Linked DNA regions of Sus scrofa: region 1 is linked to region 2. Evidence: chromatin contacts called from public Hi-C data. All regions are on one chromosome and are shown on one strand. Each heading gives the region's core, a stretch centred on a gene start, on an enhancer-like site or on the middle of the called end of the contact. The rest is flanking DNA. Distances are from core to core; before and after follow the strand shown.

What was found. A called contact is a pair of places that touch in the nucleus more often than the background predicts.
Region 1: a contact with region 2 is called in a Hi-C map of embryonic fibroblasts, with 2.3 times the contacts expected there. The contact joins two enhancer-like sites. A contact is called at or near these places in 13 of 47 Hi-C or Micro-C datasets (alveolar macrophages, embryonic fibroblasts, fetal liver and 7 more) and 2 of 2 datasets of contacts at active chromatin or transcription factors (alveolar macrophages and skeletal muscle).

What each region holds. Positions count from the first base shown.
Region 1 is chr6:82,528,722-82,534,586 of Sscrofa11.1, reverse strand. RUNX3 (runt-related transcription factor 3) reads left to right here. Exons shown (of 6, transcript XM_021095592.1): 6 at 315-3,384. The coding sequence ends at 865. Among named protein-coding and RNA genes, the nearest start is that of RUNX3, 63 kb to the left of the region's middle. Within about 2 kb of position 2,561, at least 21 of the 83 cell types and tissues checked have an H3K27ac peak or open chromatin away from gene starts, as enhancers often do. A contact at or near this core is called in embryonic fibroblasts, where this site is marked.
Region 2 is chr6:82,357,681-82,363,830 of Sscrofa11.1, reverse strand. No RefSeq gene overlaps it. Among named protein-coding and RNA genes, the nearest start is that of CLIC4, 40 kb to the left of the region's middle. Within about 2 kb of position 1,595, at least 14 of the 83 cell types and tissues checked have an H3K27ac peak or open chromatin away from gene starts, as enhancers often do. A contact at or near this core is called in embryonic fibroblasts, where this site is marked.

The DNA.
Region 1 (5,865 bases), core at 1,312-3,811, 170 kb before region 2:
ACCCCCTCCACCCCCTCGACGGGCCTAGGCTGTGAAGGGGATTCTAGGAGGAGAAAGAAAAGCCGTCCCCCTCCTCTACCTGCCCCGGCCACCCCCATGGCCACCTGCGGCCCAGACCCCAACTCTCACCTGCTTCCCATGCGGAGCCAGCAGACTCCAGCCCCCGAGCAGCCCACGGCACCTGGAGCAGAGCCAGGTCCAGAGCCGGGGCTCCCCCCCGCCCCGCCCCAAAATGGGCCTGTGCACGCGAGTCTGAGGTCATCTTAAAGAAGGGTCCGCGGCTGCCACTGACCATCCCCCTTGCTGTCCTCCAGGCACCTCGGACCTGAACCCTTTCTCCGATCCCCGCCAGTTCGACCGCTCCTTCCCAGCGCTGCCGCCCCTCACGGAGAGCCGCTTCCCGGACCCCAGGATGCATTACCCCGGGGCCATGTCGGCCGCCTTCCCCTACAGCGCCACGCCCTCGGGCACAAGCATCAGCAGCCTCAGCGTGGCCAGCATGCCGGCCACCAGCCGCTTCCACCACACCTACCTCCCGCCGCCCTACCCGGGGGCCCCGCAGAACCAGAGCGGGCCCTTCCAGGCCAACCCGTCCCCCTACCACCTGTACTACGGCACGTCCTCCAGCTCCTACCAGTTCTCCATGGTGGCCGGCAGCAGCAGCAGCAGCGGGGGCGACCGCTCCCCCACCCGCATGCTGGCCTCCTGCACCAGCAGCGCCGCCTCTGTCGCCGCTGGCAACCTCATGAACCCCAGCCTGGGTGGCCAGAGTGATGGTGTGGAGGCCGACGGCAGCCACAGCAACTCGCCCACTGCCCTGAGCACACCCGGCCGCATGGACGAGGCCGTGTGGCGGCCCTACTGACCACCCGGGCCAAAGTGGACTGCTCCCGCGGGTGGCAGGGACCCCCAAGAACCTTCTGGACACGCAGCAGGCCCAGCTCCGGGGCTCAGGGCAGGAGTGGGACTTATGCTCCAGAGCAGTCCTGGGCCCAGGGTTCATGGTCCTGGGACCCAGGGCGTGTGGCTAACTCTGGGAGCGTCTGGTCCAGCCGTGTCTTTGTACAGAGGGGTAGGGGCCTCCCCCAGGACCCTGCCCCCAGCCCAGACCCTACTCATCTCATCTCACATCCCTGGGGGAGAAGTAGCCTCCTCCTGCCAGCACCCCTGGAATGACCTGGCTGTCCCCAGCTATGTCACTGCTGTCACAGGGCCCAGGCCTCCTGGAACAGAGAGCATCTCTGTTCCAGAGAGAAGTGGCCTTTGCCCACATAAGAGGTTTGGCCTCTTACCTATGGGCCCCTAGAAAGACCTCCCACCCCCCACCTTCCTCAGAGACCCCGAACCCCTGGGCCCAGCCCTCCCTCCGCATTTACACAAATTGAGTCACAACTGGCAGGTCCCCCAGCCCTGAGAGGGGCTGCCTCGCGGTATGGATGGGGAAGGGACCCATCCAGAGGCCCCAGGGAATTGCCAGCAGAGGTGGGACAAGAACACCCCCAAGTCCACATCCCCCTGCCCCCAGCTCTGCTTCCCCACAACTCCTAGCAGCTAGGAGGCCCCAACCCCATCCCAGCTGTCCGTGGGTCCCAGGCCCCAGAGCAGACTATCCTGTGGCAGCAGGTCCCTAAAACCAGGGCAGGTACCTGCAGACGGGTCCTCCATGCACTTTACCAGCCTGAGGCTTTCACCCTCTGTTCTCTCGGGGGAGCCAGGAAGGGTCCCTTTCCCCCTAGATTGGTCCCAAAATTGTCCCTTTGGGGGAGAGAGCACAGGGACCAGACAGGTCCTAGCAGAAAGCCTTGGGGTGAGGGGTCATGAGGTCAGCTGTCAGCTTCCCTGTCCCTCTTAAGTCCCAGCCAAGCTGTGCACCCCCTCTATCCCCCCAGCCTCGTGAGAAGGCCCAGACACACCTCCCAGCCTCAGACACACAGCTCTCCAACTTTAACCGGTCTACTCCCAAAGCAGCCTCAAACAAGAACCAGTTTTTAAAGCTGATTTTAGAAAAAGAATCTGGTCACACATTTTCAGACACACAGTCTCTTACGGGGAAAGGCCCCACCAGCCTCTCCTCCTCCCCGAGAGTGTGGAATTGTCAGGATCCCAGTGTCTCGTCCAGAGGTCCCATTCATTCAGCAGCAGCCCACCAGCTTCCACCGAAGGCCGGCCCTGGTCCCGAACAGGGGCAACACCGGAGAGAGACGCTGCGGTCTCACGCCTAAGGCCCTCGGACATTGGTCCGAGACAAGGTGAACCCCCGCATCCCGTGGAGGTGGGAGGGCTGAGAGCTGGAGCGCGGCGGCTGCGTGATGGAGCACGAGAGCTGTGAAGGCCTTGCCAGCCTCGGCCCAGCCCCCGCTGAGCTCAGAGGTCACGTATTGTCCCTTCAGTTCCCAGGTAGGCACACAGGCCCTGCCCAAGGGCTCAGGCTGCGTAGATTCCCGTTTCTGAGTGTCTCAGTTCTAGAAAGGCGTACACGGAAAAGGATAAGAAGGCTCTCCTGAGCACTGGACAGCCCATGTGGTTTTGAGTCATTGCTTCAGCCACATCCCCAGAGGATGTGGAAATTTCCCCACAGAAGGCTAGTGGTTGTCCCTGTAAGAGCCCTTGGCTGGCCGCGCCCTCCCAGCCAGATAAGCACCCTTTGTACACACTGAGACACGTTGGAAGTCCTTCTGGTGATCTTACTCAAACCCTTCCTGCTGCCGTGGCTCTTAGCCCGCCCTCCCTGGACCAAGAAGTTTCCATCTCTTCCAAACGGCTGCCGCGGGTGCCCTGCAGACTCCTTTCAGCCAGCAGGGCTCTCCACCCTTTCTCAGGAAGCAGCTACGCATCCCTTGCCGCCTGTGACTTCTCCCCTGTTCTCTGTGGTTCTAGACGGGCCCCAGGCCCGTGGGGGAGGCACCCTGGGGTTCCCAGTGCCCAGCACTTTGTCGCCCCTCCCCAGATGACTACCCCTTCCTGCTGGGGGCAGGGACACCCCCCCCACCACCACACACACACTCCATGACTAAAAGTGATGGCAGCCTTGCTGAGTCTGTTTTTTTAAGTCGTACGAGGCGAGCACACTGATGTAGAAGCACAAGGAAACGGGGTTTTGAGACCACATTACCGTAAGCCTTTGGTGTGGGTATAGGTCCTTTGTGACATATTGTCATACTGCATTGTCCATACCTGCTACACTCGGAACTTCTGTAAAACCGCCAAAGAGCTGAGAAGAGGGTGGAAGGGGTAGAAACTGCTTTGCACTATAATTTGCTTGGTGTGTTTGTTTTTAATGCACAACTCGCTTGTACAGTAAACTGTCTGTCTTCCGTACTATTTAACTGTAAAATGGAATTTTGACTGATTTATTACAATAATATAACGCTGAGATGTGTTGAAGGATCCCCATGCCAGACTTCTGGGGCTGTGTGCGTGGGGGGTGGGAGAGGATGGGGCCCTCCCGTGGTGGCCAGGGAAGGATGGGGCGGGGCCTGGGGGCAGGGACAGGACTGGCCCCCCGGCTTTGGAGGACCCCCAGTGCCTTGGCTTCCCTGCCCCCAGCTCCAGCAGGAATGGCCACAGAGACCACGCCCCCCGGGCAAGTGCAGCCAGTGAGGCCTCCTCCTGGCGTGGCCGGAACCCCAGAGAAGCATCAGACGGGCCTTCAAGGTGCCCCCCTCCCTCGTCCCCTCACAAGTGGCCTGTGACTTTTCACAAGGAAGTGGAACAGGCAGAGCACGTCTCCCTGCTCATCCCCAGGCTCTGAGCTGGGGAGGGGGCAGGCCGGTGGAACATAATGCAGCCTTGATAAGAGCCCCTTTCTGGGACCTGTTTGCTGGAATAAACAATCAGCAATCAGAACTGCAAAGCAAGCAGCTGCGACAGCACCCTGCCACCTCAGTCTTGCAGATGAGGTGACTAAGGTGCAAAGAGGGGGTGTCTTCTGGCTCCCCATCTCCCCAGAATTGTTTGCGGCTGGTGATGGGGGCGGGGGGTGTGATGGTGGGGGCCCTGGCTTGGCAGCTCTACTCCCCACCCTGCCAGCGACGAGGTCTGGCCCAGCATGCCTGTCCATTGGCGAGTTGTGGAGAGAAATTTTCATAAAACACCTTATTTTTGAGTGAAAAATACTTCAAAAGCTAATCCCAAGACTTTGCCCTATTCAGTTAGGTTGGTCTGCCCGAAACCCAACACCCAACAGGAAGTTCCCCTTTTCCCCCGCTTAAACCCCAATCAGCCCCCCTCTGCCCCGCAGCACCCCGTCTGCCCCAGGGCTGACAGCGTCTTATCCCAGCCAGAGCCGCAGAATTTCACTCTGGGTCTTGTGCTCTTGAGAGGCGTCTGCCTGGGACGAGGCAGGCACTCTTGCTTCTGTACATGTGTTTATTTGGGGGCATTTTGTAGGGGACGATGGAGGTGATGAAAGAGCCACAGCTCCTCCCCACCAGCCACACTTGGGTGCCACAGCTGATAGAAGAGCTGTGGCCTCCAGAGCCCCTGAGTCAAAGCTCCATCACCTTCACCCCAGCGGGCACAGACCAGCACACCCGGCTTCCCAAAGGAAAACCCGAGGCCAGCTAGGTCCAGGTCTTGCCCGAGCTCCTGCAGATTTGGAGGGCTGGTGGGGGCAGTGCTGCAGTAACCACATCAGCCTGCAGGTGGCAGCAGGTGGGGAGAGAGGACCTTCTCAGCCAGAAAAGAGGGAGAAGGGGCTTGAGTCTACCGTGGCCAGAATTCAGGTTAGGTATTGGACAGAACCTCCGAACCTCAGGACGTTCATCTCGGAAGGGGCTGGAAAATATCTTAATGTGGAAGAAGGGTTTGCTTCCCTTCTTTAGCTGTGTGGCTGGGGGAGGTCCCTGTCCCTCTCTGAGCCTCCCTTTTCATCCAGCTATTATGTGAGCACCTACTGTGAGCCAGGTATGTAGCAGAACCGCAGGCCCCATGATCCCTAAAGGCCCTATTTGGGACAGGGGTTTCCTGGGCTTGAAGGAAAGGGTTGACACCCCTAGCCCAGCACCCCCAACCTGCTGCAGCCCCGGTCCAGGGTAAGGAGGCATTTTGTTCTAAAGTCTAGGATTTGGCTCTTAGACTCTGGAATTCCATTTTGAGGCTCCAGGAGCTGGTCCAATGTGGGCAGGGCCTTCAGTTTCACCAGCCCCGCTCCAGTCCCCATAGCCTGTGTCTGGCCAGGCCAGAGGGTGAAAGGGGTGGTCCAGGCCTTGAGACTCCCGGCCGTCAGACGGCGGGTGGGGGGTCTCCTGGGTGCTGGTTTGTGCTTGGTAGCCCCAGACAGACCTGTGACTGCTGGGCTTCTGGCGGTGGGGTTGGCTTTGGCTTTTATTCTGAGAGATGGACATCCTGGCAGGGTTTTACAGGCCCCAGATAATGACGTCTATCCAAGGGGACAAGTGTGAGGGGCTGAGGAGACTGCTGTGAGGGCCCGACCTGATGTAGTGTCAGCCGTGCTGTTATGGGGAAGGGCCCCAGACCTGCCTCACTCCTCCCCGCCCCAGACTGCACCCCATAAACACAGCCAGCCGGGCCCTCCAGCGTGGCCCAGGGCACAGCACTTAGCCACACCAGACACCCGGCTTGACCACGTGAGCAGGGAACATACTTCAGTGGGTCGGTTCATTTTGGGGTCGTAAATGAAATGAGCTGTCAAATAAACGGGGCGGGGGAGCCAGAGTGAAAGAATGAACTGTTCCTTATGGAAACTCAGGGTGCCCCCCATTCCTCCCCACAAGGGCTGGTGAGCTGGGAGGGGGTGAGGGGCCACATCCCCCCACATCCGCATCCACACCTGTGTGGTCCAGCAGTTAGAGGAGCTGGGGGTTGGGGGGTTGCCGGATTCCAAGCTTCCTATTTTTAGTTGTG
Region 2 (6,150 bases), core at 346-2,845:
GGAGGCCATCCCACCTGCCCTCTGACTTGCCTACCTGACCCTTCCCCCTGCCCCACCTTTGACCTTTGTGTGTGGCGGGCTTCTGGAATACCAGGCAGGGTTCAAATACCAGGATCACCACTTTCTGGCGGTGTGACCTTAGGCAAGCATCTTATTCTCTGTGCCTCTGTGTCTCCCTCTGTAAAATGGGTGTAAGGATAGCATCTTACCTCGTAGGTGGTGGGATAATACACCACTGGCATGGACTGTGCTAATGGAGCAGCGGGGCTGGGAAGTGCCTGGTTTCTACAACAGGAGCCTCTATTTCCTCTCCTGTGGAAGGAGGATAATAAAATCTTGGAAGGTTAACAGGCAGGGTGGAGCACCTCTGGGTTTTAGGGCTCGGCTCCGCCTCCAACCACCTGCATCCTTGAGCAAGTCCCTTCTCTGAGGCAGACCCTTACTTCCTCAGGACCAGACCCTCCGGTCAGCACCCACCTCCGGGACCCCACCCAAAAGGTGGCTCCTGATTGGAGGATTAGCTTAGGCAATTCTGGCCCTTGAGAAGTGAGGGGGAGTCTGCTGAGAGCTGCCAGGTGGGACTCTTCCCTCTTAAAAGGGGTGACAGAAAAAATAAAAAGGGTGTTCTCTCCCGGCCGCAGTGGGTTAAGGACCGACCTTGTCACTGCTGTGGCACGGGTTCCATCCCCAGCTGGGGAACTTCTACATGCCTTGGGCTCAGCTGAAAAAAAAAAAAAAAAAAAGGTGGGGGGGGTGACTGGGGAGAGAGTTCTCTGGGTGGCTGCAGATGCCATTGTTGGCTTGTGACCCCTGAAACTGTTGCCACCGTTCTGGGGGCTGCGAGGGAGGGATGAGCCCAGCACAGAGGATGAAGCCTACAGTGAGGGAAGGAGCCTGGGTTCTGGGGACCCCAGATAACATCTGGCACTTTGGGGGTTTTGTCAGGTGAATGTATTTATGGCTTAAGCCACTTTCAGTTGGCTTTTCTATTACTTGACGCCGACAGAAGCCTGACTGACAGATTCTCCTGACCCTCAGTTTTCTCATCTATAAAATGGAGGAGTTCCCACTGTGGCACAGTGGGTTAAGAACCCAACCGCAGTGGCTTGAGTGGCTTCAGAGGCTTGGGTTTGATCCCCAGCGCAGTGGCTTAAGGATCCGGTGTAGGTGCAGCTTTGGTGTAGGTTGAAGCTGCAACTTGGATTCAGTCCCTAGAACTTCTGTTTGCTGTGGGTGTGGCCATAAAATAATAAAAATAAAAAAATAAAATAAAATGGAGATAATCTTCCATGTCACAGGATTACTGTGAACGTTACAGGAGAGAACACACGTGGAGGGTCCAGCCGCCTCTGCACAACAAGGGGCTCCTGCCTGCCTGCCTCTGCCCGGCCCGGTGCCCCTCAGGACCATGGCGAACTCACTTCCTGCTGCTGCTCTGCACCCCTCCCCACTGTGCCTTCCAGGCTCGACTGGGTGTCCCCAGTGAGCCCAGCATGAGGATACAACGCAAATATCCATCCCAACCACTCAGTGAGTCAAAGTAAGCAAAAGAACCAGTGCTGGTTCTCTTCCCAGAGGCCATCAGACCCTGGGGCTGAGTCACGGCTCTGCCATAGGCTCGATGTGTGTCATCAGACACCTCTATGGCTCAGCTGTTTTGTCTGTAAACTGGGAGAAACAATGGCACCTGCGTCCCAGACATGCTGGGCTGGAATGAGTCCATGCGGTCAGCTGCTTGGCACCCACAGGATCTCGAAAATGGCACTTCCCTTAGAACATGACTCCCCACGACAGCTTTCCTGTCCTTAAAAGCCCGTGACTTTGGAGATCATGTTATGCGGCTTCTTTTTCTCCTCCTCCTCCCCCTCCCCCTTCTTCTTCTTTTCCATGCTCACAGCATACAGAAGTTCCCGGGCCAGGGATTGAACCTGCGCCACAGCGGCAACCCAAGCCACTGCCGTGACACTGCTGGATCTTAAACCCACTGAGCCACCAGGGAACTCTCGCTTTTTTTTTTTTTTTTTAACCGTGCAACTTTTTCAGATAAAATCTTGTGAGAAGGAGTGTTCACAGCAGGAACATTCATTTGTAATAGCTGCAAGTGGGAAACTACCCAAGTGCCCACCAACAAGTCAGTGGGTAAACGAAATATGGTGCATCCGTATAGCACGACACAGGCAGCATTAGAAAGGAATGGGCTATTCATACACGTGCCAACACAGGTGAATCTCAAAACAATTGTGCTGAATGAAAGAAGCCAACACAAATCAGTACATACTGTATGGGTTTGTTTACATAAAAAAAAAAATCTAGAAAACTGCAACTGGGTACATATATATACACAATGGAATATTACTCAGCCATTAAAAGGAACGAAACAACGGCATTTTTAACAACATGGATGGACCTAGAAATTATCATGCTAAGTGAAGTCAGACAATGAGACACCAACATCAAACGTTATCACTTACATGGGGAATCTGAAAAAAGGACACAATGAACTTCTTTGTGGAACAGATACTGACTCACAGACTTCGAAAAAATTATGGTTTCCAAAGGAGAGAGGTTGGGAAGTGGGGGGATGCACTGGGGGTACGGGGTGGAAATACCGTAAAACTGGATTGTGGTGATCATTGTACAACTATAAATGTAATAAATTCATTGAGTAATTAAAAAAAAGAGAAAAAAAAAAACACGCCAGCTAGTGTGTGGCTCCTAGGCAATGGGGGAATTAGAAAGGGGCAGGAGAGGTTTCTTTTAAAAAATTTTTTAGGGCTGTACCCTCGGCATATGGAGGTTCCCAGGCTAGGGGTCAAATCAGAGCTACAGCTGCCGGCCTACACCACAGCCACAGCAACGCCAGATCCCAGCTGCATCTGCGATTTACATGCCAGATCCTTAACCCACTGAGTGAGGCCAGGGCTCGAACCTGTGTCCTCATGGATGCTAGTCAGATTCATTTCTGCTGAGTCATGAAGGGAACTCCAAGGAGTTCTTGAGGGTAATGGATATGTTCCCTCTCTTGATTGTAGCTGGTTTCCCAAGTGTGTGTGCGCATGTGTGTGTGTGTATGTGTCAAAACGTATCAAATCATACACTTTAAATACACCAGTTTAGTGTGTATCACTTTTGCCTCAGGAAAGCCTTAAAAACAAAAGAGAAACCTCGCATGGAAGCCCAATGTGTAAAAGTTAAAAATGAAGGACGAGAGTTCCCTGGTGTTGCCGTGGGTTATGGATTTGGCATTGTCACTGCAGGGGCTCTGGTCACTGCTGTGGCATGGTTTCCATCCCTGGCCTAGGAACTTCCACATGCTGTGGGTGCAGGGGGAAAAAAAAAAAGGACAGAGCGGCTCCGGGGGTGGGGCGAAGGCTGGAGTACCAGCTCATGCCCTTGGCCGAGCCCCACCAGCCAGGAATCTCCACTGCTCCCTTCACTTGGCGCTTTGGTGCCCACCTGGGAGAGAGGAAGGGCCCTGTGTTAAGTCACACCGTCTGAGCGGGGTGGAGCCGTGGGCAGAAGGTAAGATTCCCCCTGTGTGGCCAGAACACTTTCCAACTGGCACTGGGAGTGGAGTGACAGCTCATCAAAGGACTCAAGGATGGCCCAGCAGTGCAGTCAGTAAACAGGTCTGCAGTTCAGTCTGCTGGATCCTATATTAGGCTCAGAAGGGAACACAGAAGTAAACAGGCCCCAGACTCCTGGTTTCTCGATCTTTTTTTAATTTTTCTCTTTCTTGGGGAGCTCCCGTCGTGGCACATCGGAAATGAATCCGACTAGGAACTATGAGGTTGCGGGTTTGATCTCTGGCCTCGCTCAGTGGGTTAAGGATCCAGCCCTAAAAAGACAAAAGACCGAAAACATTAAAAAAAAATTTTTTTTTTTTTCTTTTTAGGGCCACACCAGCAGCATATGGAAATTCCCAGGCTAGGGGTCAAATCAGAGCTGTAGCTTCCAGCCTGCACCACAGCCACAGCAACGAGGGATCTAGGGCATGTCTGTGACCTACACCACAGTTCACAGCAGTGACAGATCCTTAATCCACTGAGTGAGGCGAGGGATCAAATCTGCATCCTTGTGGATAGTAGTTGGGTGTTTTGGGGTTTTTTGGGGTTTTTTTTGTTTGTTTGTTTTTGGTCTTTTTAGGGCTGCACCCGAGGCATATGGAGGTTCCCAGGCTAGGGGTCTAATTGGAGCTACAGCTGCTGGCCTATGCCACAGCTATAGCAACACAGGATCCGAGCCACCTCTGGGACCTACACCACAGCTCACAGCAATGCCAGATCCTTAACCCATTGAGCGAGGTCAGGGATTGAACCCGCAACCTCATGGTTCCTAGTTGGATTGTTTCTGCTGCACCAAGACGGGAACTGCCTAGTTGGGTTTTTAATTCCCTGAGCCACAATGGGAACTCCCTCTCATCCTTCTTTGTCCTCGGTATATGGAAGTTTCTGGGCCAGGGATTAAACCCGAGCCACAGCAGTGACCTGAGCTGCTGCAGTGACAACACCAGATCCTTAACTCCCTTTGGCACACAGAAACACCCAGTCTCTCATCCTTGAGGACCTTGCAGCCCAACTGGGAGCAAGAATTCAAGAAGAATCAGACACAAAATTACAAAGATGGCTTGAACCTGGACTTCCTGGGCCAGAGTGCTGTTGACCGCCAACCAAGAGGGCAGCATGTGTGTGTGTTTCTCCGGCAGCCCAGGAAGCAGAAGCAGGGAGCACTCCGTGACGTGTGCAGCAGGTGGCTCTTGCTTGACCCCAGGACAGGCACATCTGTCCCATCCCAGAACTGCCGTTTACTGGCGACCTTCACTGATGTCCCTGTTTCACAGAGGAGACCCTGAGGTCCAGAGAGGAAACCAGAACCAGAGCCTGGGAGCCCCGATTCCAAGTCCCAGTCACTCTCGAAAGCCGCCCCCTGGTATGGTTGGCCTGTTGGTAGGACAGGCCTGGGGGCTGGGCCTCGGGCCATGCCCTGGACAGTGAGACCAGGGCAGGGCAGGGACAGAGGCTGGGAGAGAGGATTACTGCCAACCCCCCCCCCCCCCCGCCCCGGCCCCTCTAGGGCTGCTGCAAGGTCAGGCGATGACAGGCTTCCTCCCGCTGAGCCGGCTGGAATGCTTGGAACTTGGTGGTGGCAGTCCGGAGTTTCTCTTCCCGTGGAGGGAAGTTCTAGATAAGAACCTGGGGCTCTGGCCTTTCCTCCCGCCCTGCCTCTTCCTTCCCAGGGGCTTTCATGCACGCCAAGGTTGAAAACAGCCACTCTGGGACACTTGGCGCACCCTGGTCGGCCTTCCAACCCCAGCTCCTGCTCCGGGATGAAGAAAAACAAGCATCTCTTACATTTAGGCAGCTCTTGGCCGTCCACAGGGGCCCTCACAGCAAATGTTGTCCCCAGGCCTCAAAATTCCCTGAGAATCACTATCCGCATTGTAAGGATAAGGAGACCGACGCTCAGAGCGATGCGAGCTTTGCCCTGGCCGCAGAACAGGTGAGTATCCAGAGTTTGTTCGCGAACCCAAGTCTCAGGCTTCCTAGCTTTGCCCCGCCCCAGCTCCAGCCCCAGCCCTGCACGCCTGTTAAATACCAAGAGGGAGTGTGGTGTGGTGCAAAACACAGGGAGTCCCTGAGGCCCTCCAGCCAGGTTCGAATCCCAGCTCCACCGCTCCCTTTTGCTTCCTGTCCCTTGGACAGTTACTTCACCCCCTCCACGCGCGTCATCGTCCTTATCTGTGGACAGGGGTAATTATAGTAACCACCCATCAGGGTTGACGTGAGAATGAGACGAAAGGAACATCCATGAAGTTCTTGGCACACAACGAGGAGAAAATACTCAAAAAATGATGGGGGCTTTTGTATTGCAGGCCCCGGAGGCAAAACCACGTCTGTCCTGCAGGTCTGCCTGGTCCTGTTTCTTCATTGGCTTCTGGGAGGATCAGATGAGATGCAGATGCAAAGGACATGACGTGTATGCTAAGATGTGAAGGCCCACACAGACCCGGATGGTCTGGGTGAAGCTAATCCTGAAATGTCATGTCTCTTCTGGACAGGAGGGAACTAAGAAAATCCTAGAAGCCTGCTCAGGCAGTTAGCCCAAACCTCTCTTTCATAAGGGAGGGCGCCAAGGCCCAGAGGGAAGCAG